Linked DNA regions of Mus musculus: region 1 is linked to region 2. A link is a contact called in public Hi-C data. All regions are on one chromosome and are shown on one strand. Each heading gives the region's core, a stretch centred on a gene start, on an enhancer-like site or on the middle of the called end of the contact. The rest is flanking DNA. Distances are from core to core; before and after follow the strand shown. Region 1 holds the start of Snx19 (sorting nexin 19). Region 2 has its middle 23 kb from the start of Gm26435.

The links. Hi-C and Micro-C count contacts between places; a contact is called where the count stands out from the background.
Region 1: a contact with region 2 is called in a Hi-C map of cortical neurons, with 2.4 times the contacts expected there. The contact joins the promoter of Snx19 here to the enhancer-like site in region 2. A contact is called at or near these places in 4 of 39 promoter capture datasets (embryonic stem cells, frontonasal cranial neural crest, stem cell-derived epiblast-like cells and 1 more), 10 of 484 Hi-C or Micro-C datasets (the AML12 cell line, cerebellar granule neurons, cerebellum and 5 more) and 1 of 115 datasets of contacts at active chromatin or transcription factors (forebrain).

Annotation. Positions count from the first base shown.
Region 1 is chr9:30,425,632-30,428,927 of GRCm38.p6, forward strand. It overlaps Snx19 (sorting nexin 19), which reads left to right and starts at 1,698. Exons shown (of 11, transcript NM_028874.2): 1 at 1,698-3,296. The coding sequence starts at 1,937. Gm30933 (predicted gene, 30933) reads right to left here and starts at 1,347. Exons shown (of 3, transcript NR_169179.1): 1 at 1,236-1,347.
Region 2 is chr9:30,313,162-30,316,261 of GRCm38.p6, forward strand. No RefSeq gene overlaps it. Among named protein-coding and RNA genes, the nearest start is that of Gm26435, 23 kb to the left of the region's middle. Within about 2 kb of position 1,705, at least 28 of the 459 cell types and tissues checked have an H3K27ac peak or open chromatin away from gene starts, as enhancers often do. A contact at or near this core is called in cortical neurons, where this site is marked.

The DNA of each region.
Region 1 (3,296 bases), core at 448-2,947, 110 kb after region 2:
AGACAGGCAGTCTGCAGGTCTCACATTCCTTTCAGTTGGGAGGAGGATACAGTGAAAGGATGTTCACCCTGGCAACATGAATTAGTGCTTTGTAACTCCAGAGATCACCTTGCCTGCCTAGAAACACTTTGATCCTAAACTATATTGTTGGCCTTTGAGGCTGTTAGTTGTCAACCACATCCAATTGTAGATGATGGTTTCCTTTGTATTCAAATAAAGTTATTACCTTGACACCAGCAGTGGAGACAGAAAAGGAAGCTGTAAGATCTCTCTGGTACAGGGTTGTTTTATTTTGCTTGGTTTTTTTTTTTTTTTTTTGCGGGTTGGGGGTTGTTTTGTTTTAGTTTTTGCTTTTTGTTGCTTTGTTTTGTTGTTGTTGTTGTTGGGTTGTTTTGTTTTATTTGGTGAATTTGCCTAAATCCTTCAAGGCTACAGCAGAGGACAGACTGGTAAAGAGCGATGGCATTCATCTGTGTCCAAATGGAAAGGAGAGCCACACTGCAGAGTCCAGAAGGACCAAGGTGGAGGCTTCACACAAAGAAGACATCAATGCTTCTACACATAGCCAGTGCCACTTTCAGATACTGACTTTCTTTGTAGGTCACTCTTTTTGAGTTGACAACTGGCAGATGTGTTCAAAGCAGAACACAGACAGGGGCAAATGTGTTAGAGGGTAAACTAAAAACAAGACGTCTCTTCCTCTGCCTTGCATGCCTATGCACATGGGAAGAAAAGGAAGCCGACAGGCAGAAAAGTCTTCAAGATTCAGCACGAAGGCTATCTTCTTAATGGGTTCCCTTTAACCATTGCGATTCACTAAAATCATTCCAGAACGTACTTAAGATTTTGCAATTCACTATATCTTATAGGGACTCGCTTTACTGAAAGCTGATTTACGTCAAATAAACTCATTCCCCCAATTAGCTTCAAGGGCTACAAGGACCCACTCTTCAAGCCAGTGACTAAACATAGGAAATACTCTCTAGAAACCTGCCCCACATCTTAATACTTACCTTTGACTACTCCGGAAAACAAAAGAGGTGGACTGTGAATTGAGTAGAGTTGGGAGGGGGGTCGGGGGGGGGGGTGGAGTGGGGGTAGAGGTGGGGCGTTCTGGAAGAAGCAAGGAGAATTTTTAAAATCCCTCATCAATCTAGCTCCCAACAGTACGTCTCCAAGGGAATTAAAACAAAGCTCATTACGGAAAGTTTCCCTAAACCTCTAGAGATATTTACAAACAGCACTTTAAAGAGCCTGGGCGAGTATCCGTTTTGGCCCAGGTGAGCACGGGCTCTGGGTTCTCAGCTTAGCAGAGCGGTGTGTACGCCCACCGTCACCACCGCTCCTCACCACCAGGGGGCGTCCGTGGCTCCGATCCACCAGGCCGCTCTCCCAGCGTACCCCGCTCCCGCAGGCCGCGACCCGGAAGCTGTCGCCGGCTGCTAGCCGGCCCGCTGCTCTGTCCACTTTGGAGTTGCGGAGTGTAGTGGCCTGGGCGGCCGGAGCTTGTTGTGGCTGCTGGCCGCGGCGGTCGGAAGGATCCCCACCCCCCCAAGAGTTCGTTCCCAGGGGCGCAGTCTGAGCACGGGTCCCCCAGCGACGTGTGACCCGATCTGCCGGCTGCTGCTTCGGAGTTCGTAAGTGTCCGTGGGCCGCGCGGGGCTGCGAAGAGACTCTCCGCCTGGGCCATGATGGAGGCCGGCAAAGTTTTCCTCATCTCGGCTGGAACAGGCTAGTTGATGGGCCCTGTCGACAGAAGCGAGCGGGAGAAGCAGAGCTTTTTCTGTCGCTCTGCAGTGCCAGTAGTATCGAAGGTCCAGAGTTCACTCAGTAGCAGCTGGACTTGTTCTCTTCGGTGACAGTTCATGCTCCCACTCCTGACACCAAAATAAAATCGGAGGCTGTCATCTGTGGAAACATACCTGTCCTTTCAACCATGAAGGCACAAACAGTGTCCCCTACCCAGGGGACTATCTCCGAGTCCAGTTATGTCCACAGCAATCTATGGAGTAGCCGGAAGCTAATGATCGTGGGGGTCTTGGTGGGCTGGCTACTGGTCATCCACCTTCTGGTCAACATGTGGCTTCTGATCCTTCTATGTGCATCGCTGGTAGCGCTGGGAGGATGGCTGGGCTCCACTGCCATCCTAGGGGCTTCAGGTCAATTGCACCTGGAACGATTCATTACCATCACCACCTGTCCTCCATGTCCCGAGGCAGAAAGGCAGCTGGAACAGGAGATTAACCGCACTATCCAGATGATTATCCGAGACTTCGTGTTATCCTGGTATCGTTCTGTGAGCCATGAGCCGGCCTTCGAGGCAGAGATGGAGGCAGCCATGAAAGGGTTGGTTCAGGAGCTTCGAAGGCGGATGAGCATAGTGGACAGCCATGCTCTTACCCAGAGGGTTCTGACTCTCTGTGGTTGTCACCTGCAGAGCTATATTCAGGCAAAGGAGGCTACTGCAAAGGAGCAGAGCTGTCCAGTTCAGCCCTCCCAGCTGTGGGATGCTTACTGCCAGGTTACAGCTCCCCATCCTGCCATGAGCTGTCCCACCACGGAGGTCACTTATGCACGTGGCATTGTGAACTTGATACTAAAAGAGTTAGTGCCCAAGCCCCACCTGGAGACGAGGACTGGACGCCACGTTGTGGTTGAAGTTATTACTTGCAATGTCATCTTACCACTGATCAGCAAGCTATCAGATCCTGACTGGATCCACCTTATTCTTGTGAGTATCTTTTCCAAGTACAGACATGATGCAGCACAGGGAACTAAACCCCCCTGCTCATCCAGTGTCCTAGAGCAGCCCTCGGTGCCCACATCTCTGCCATTGATTGTTGAAGTAGAGAGTCTGCCAGTAGGAAAAGCATCTTCTCCAGCAACAGCCCCAGTACACTTGACCTCCAGTGAGCCAGCCCCTTCCCCAGAGATTGAAGAAGGCCATGAAGCTGTAGAGGGAGATTTGCCTGGGATGCTCGAAGAAAAAAAAGTAGGAAATAGCTCATCCCATTTTCTACAGCCAGATATCCGAGGCCCCTTGTTCTTATGTGAAGACTCAGAACTGGAGTCACCACTGTCTGAACTGAGCAAAGAAACCATCCTGCTAATGACCCCAGGCAACTTCCTTTCTGACAGGATTCAAGATGCTCTGTGTGCCCTAGACGACTCCGGGGCTCTGGAGCCTAAGGATGGCGAGGGATCTGAATGTATGGAAGGAGCAGAGGCCGAGGAGGCCCCAGGGACAGACACAGAGACAGGCATGCTGGTCTCCGTGCTTAATTGCCCAGAGATCC
Region 2 (3,100 bases), core at 455-2,954:
AACAGGCAATCATTTGTTAGCAATAACTGATGATTATAGCAGGTGACTATAATTAAAAACAATAGTTGATGACCCTTAACAGTGACCAGAAAGGGCAAGGAGGTGGTCTGCCTTTCTTGGTACCCAATAATTCAGCTTGAACCTAAGAGGTGATTTTCAATGCCAACATTTGACAGTGAGGAGAAAGAAGGAGAAGGGGGTGACAAGGGAGCCTTGAACAGTGGCTAGCACATGGGCAGCTATGAAGTATGGTGAAGGATATTCCAAGAGGGGAAATAGTTGAATGAAAGCAAGCCATCTCCTTAAGCTGCTGGTCCCAGATCACAATGGAGCCTTAACAGCACATAGCTGAGGAAGAGCTTTCACTTTCTTACCAATAGGGACTTGGTAAACCTCCTTTCCTCCCATGACCACAGACTCTGGCCTGTGATATTGTCATGGGAGTGACACAGCACAATGAGCAACTCCAGGCCACACAGGGGCAAATGGGTTCTCTCCCTCATGATAGCTATCTTATTAGCTAGGCTTTGCCTCTAACGTATTACTGGGGAAGCTGTCTACAGTTCCCACTTGACTGCATGCATCCTGAGAGATGATCTAGTCTCCTATGAATCAAATTCCTCCATGCACCATCCTGTGCTTCATGAAGTCAGACACACTCTCATTCTCCCCATTGTCATCATCTTCATCATCATCGTTGTTGGCATCATCATCATCATCACCATCGTCATCACGTCCTCAGAATCTGAACAAAGGATCTCAGCTGAAAGCACTACATTACAAACCCGTCTCTGGATCCCCACTAAGTCCTTGTTTGTCTCACATTGCTTTCCTCCCTACAGGCTGCAATAAAGTTACAATAAGATTCTTCAAAAGAACGCTCTCTGTAGAAGCCCCAGACCAATGTATATGGGGCCAAGTTTTACAGCCTGGGCTCAGACAATATTGGATCAGTGTGTAATTTCTCTCAGGGAAGCAGTATGGGAAATTGGTCTAGATGATATCTTTGACCCCTGGAAGGAGGTCATGACACAACCTACACCCTTCTTATTGGCATTTTCCCTATAACAATCTTCCTTCTCAAGCCAACCTACTTTTCCTAGGAAGGCAACTGAGCTGCCTGGTGGGTAGATTCTGATCCTCTCACATCCCAAGGAACCCAGTAATAGAAGGACTCAGGTCTGTGCTAGCAAACAGGCTGCAGGGCAGTCCTGGCTCTGTCTTGGACTATGACCTCAGAGAGATGCCTTGAATTCTCTTAAGTTTACTGCACCGAGAAAGATGAAGCAGCAGCCCCGTTGTTATGACAGTGCTTTGGGTTGCTAAGATGCAAGACATTGTAGGGCCTCAGCAACGGTCATTGCCATCTCTTACCCATAGCCCTCAGCCATACGGCCTGATTCCATCTACTCTATTAAGAAAGACTTGGCCTTTACAGCAAAAAAATGCAAGGCCTGTGCCCTGTCACTCATCCCCACCAACAGCTACCTATGGCAGGCAACCACAGTCTAGCTTTCCACAGGCATTCACGTGGGTAACTGAATACCATTACTGGAAGTTGAAAAGTTGTTTTCCAACCTCTCTGGGTCCCGGGTAATTGCAGATGTGGGAGGGTGTTGGCTAAGTAGTGCCTTCAAGCATACAGACTGTAACTCCTCCAGCATAAGTCAGCCTGTCACTCTCCGCACTGCCTATGAAGCTGTTATGGCCTGGAGCATGTAAGTCGCCTCCCCTTGGCAGCAATCCCAAAGGCTTCAGCCTTCACAGCTGCCCAGAATGTCCCAGCTTCCCCCGTGAGCAACAATAATCTCCGTTAGTTCGCTGTCGAATGAAAAATATATTACTCCCTTGTCTTCTCAACTGTCATCTCCCTGCATGCTCAGCTAATTTAGTCCGGGAAGTGTGTTTTCCTCAGCACACGGCATACTCAAGCAGGGCTTGCATGTCCCAGCGTTTCTTGCAACTTGCAGAAAATGGGTCTGATTTCCAAACCAAGCATTCAAAGAGAAAGGAAGCTAGATCTAGGAATATAGATGAAGCTGTTTTCCCTGATAACTTTCTTGTCAACTGTCGCTGCTTTGTCGGGTCCCTGGGTTTTTGGTTAAAACTGGATAGAGCTGCCTCCATTGTGAGAAGATGAATATTTTCCAATAAACCTTGAACCGTTGCTGAAACCTCAGCTCTGGATGCTTTCCCAAGGTTATGGTCACCAAAGCTGGGGTTTAGAAACGTTGACAAGAATATAAAATTGAAGCATTAAGGAATGCCAGAGCACCCAGGGAGTATCATATAGAGTGACAGCGCCCTCTGCTGGAAACAAACCCAACAGCACAAAAAGATGATTTTGCAGCGTTTCAGTAGCTGCCTCAGTCTATTGTGGTCACCCTGCAAGCTTCTTTCTTCTCCTACCATCTGGAACCAAGCACAGAATCCCTTGTGCTATACTTTCTTTTGTTACAACTTATTTTTAGTTAAACTTGGATACATTTTGAGTACAGAGCCCATTGGAAATTGGATTTTTAGATCGAAGGGTGTTAAAAGTAAAAACAGAAGACCACTTTCAGAAAAATACACTAATTCTCAAAATATCTGGTATAAACATGTAGGCTGGTAGCTTGTAGCTTTATCTGGAAAGTCACCTTAATATAGGTAATCATAGAAGTGGAAAAGAAAAGGCAAGGTCAGGTAGGCAAGGAGAAAATTTAGAAGGCTATAATGAGATTTGCCATCACTCCTTGGGCAATGTGCCCGTTTGTGCCCATTGCTAAAGCTAGTTTGAGGAAAAACAGAACACATTCGTACCCAGATATGGATCCGATAACAGACGTTCCAGAAACAGAGAGATCATGTGGCTAATAGAGAGTTGCCCCTACAAATGGGGATTGGTTGAAAGCCAGAAGTCTTGAGGTTTCTATCACTTTACACATCTGCAAGCCTTGTTCATCATTCACAAAGCAGCTGAATATCAGCTTGCCAGAGAAGAAAGAAGTTCTGTGACACACACTGAAAGAGACAAAGAAAATCCTCCTTCTCAAGGGACAAAATAATCCAGCTCGGATGCTTCCTGGGCTCAGGGGTCTCAAAGGCTGAATCCAGATGT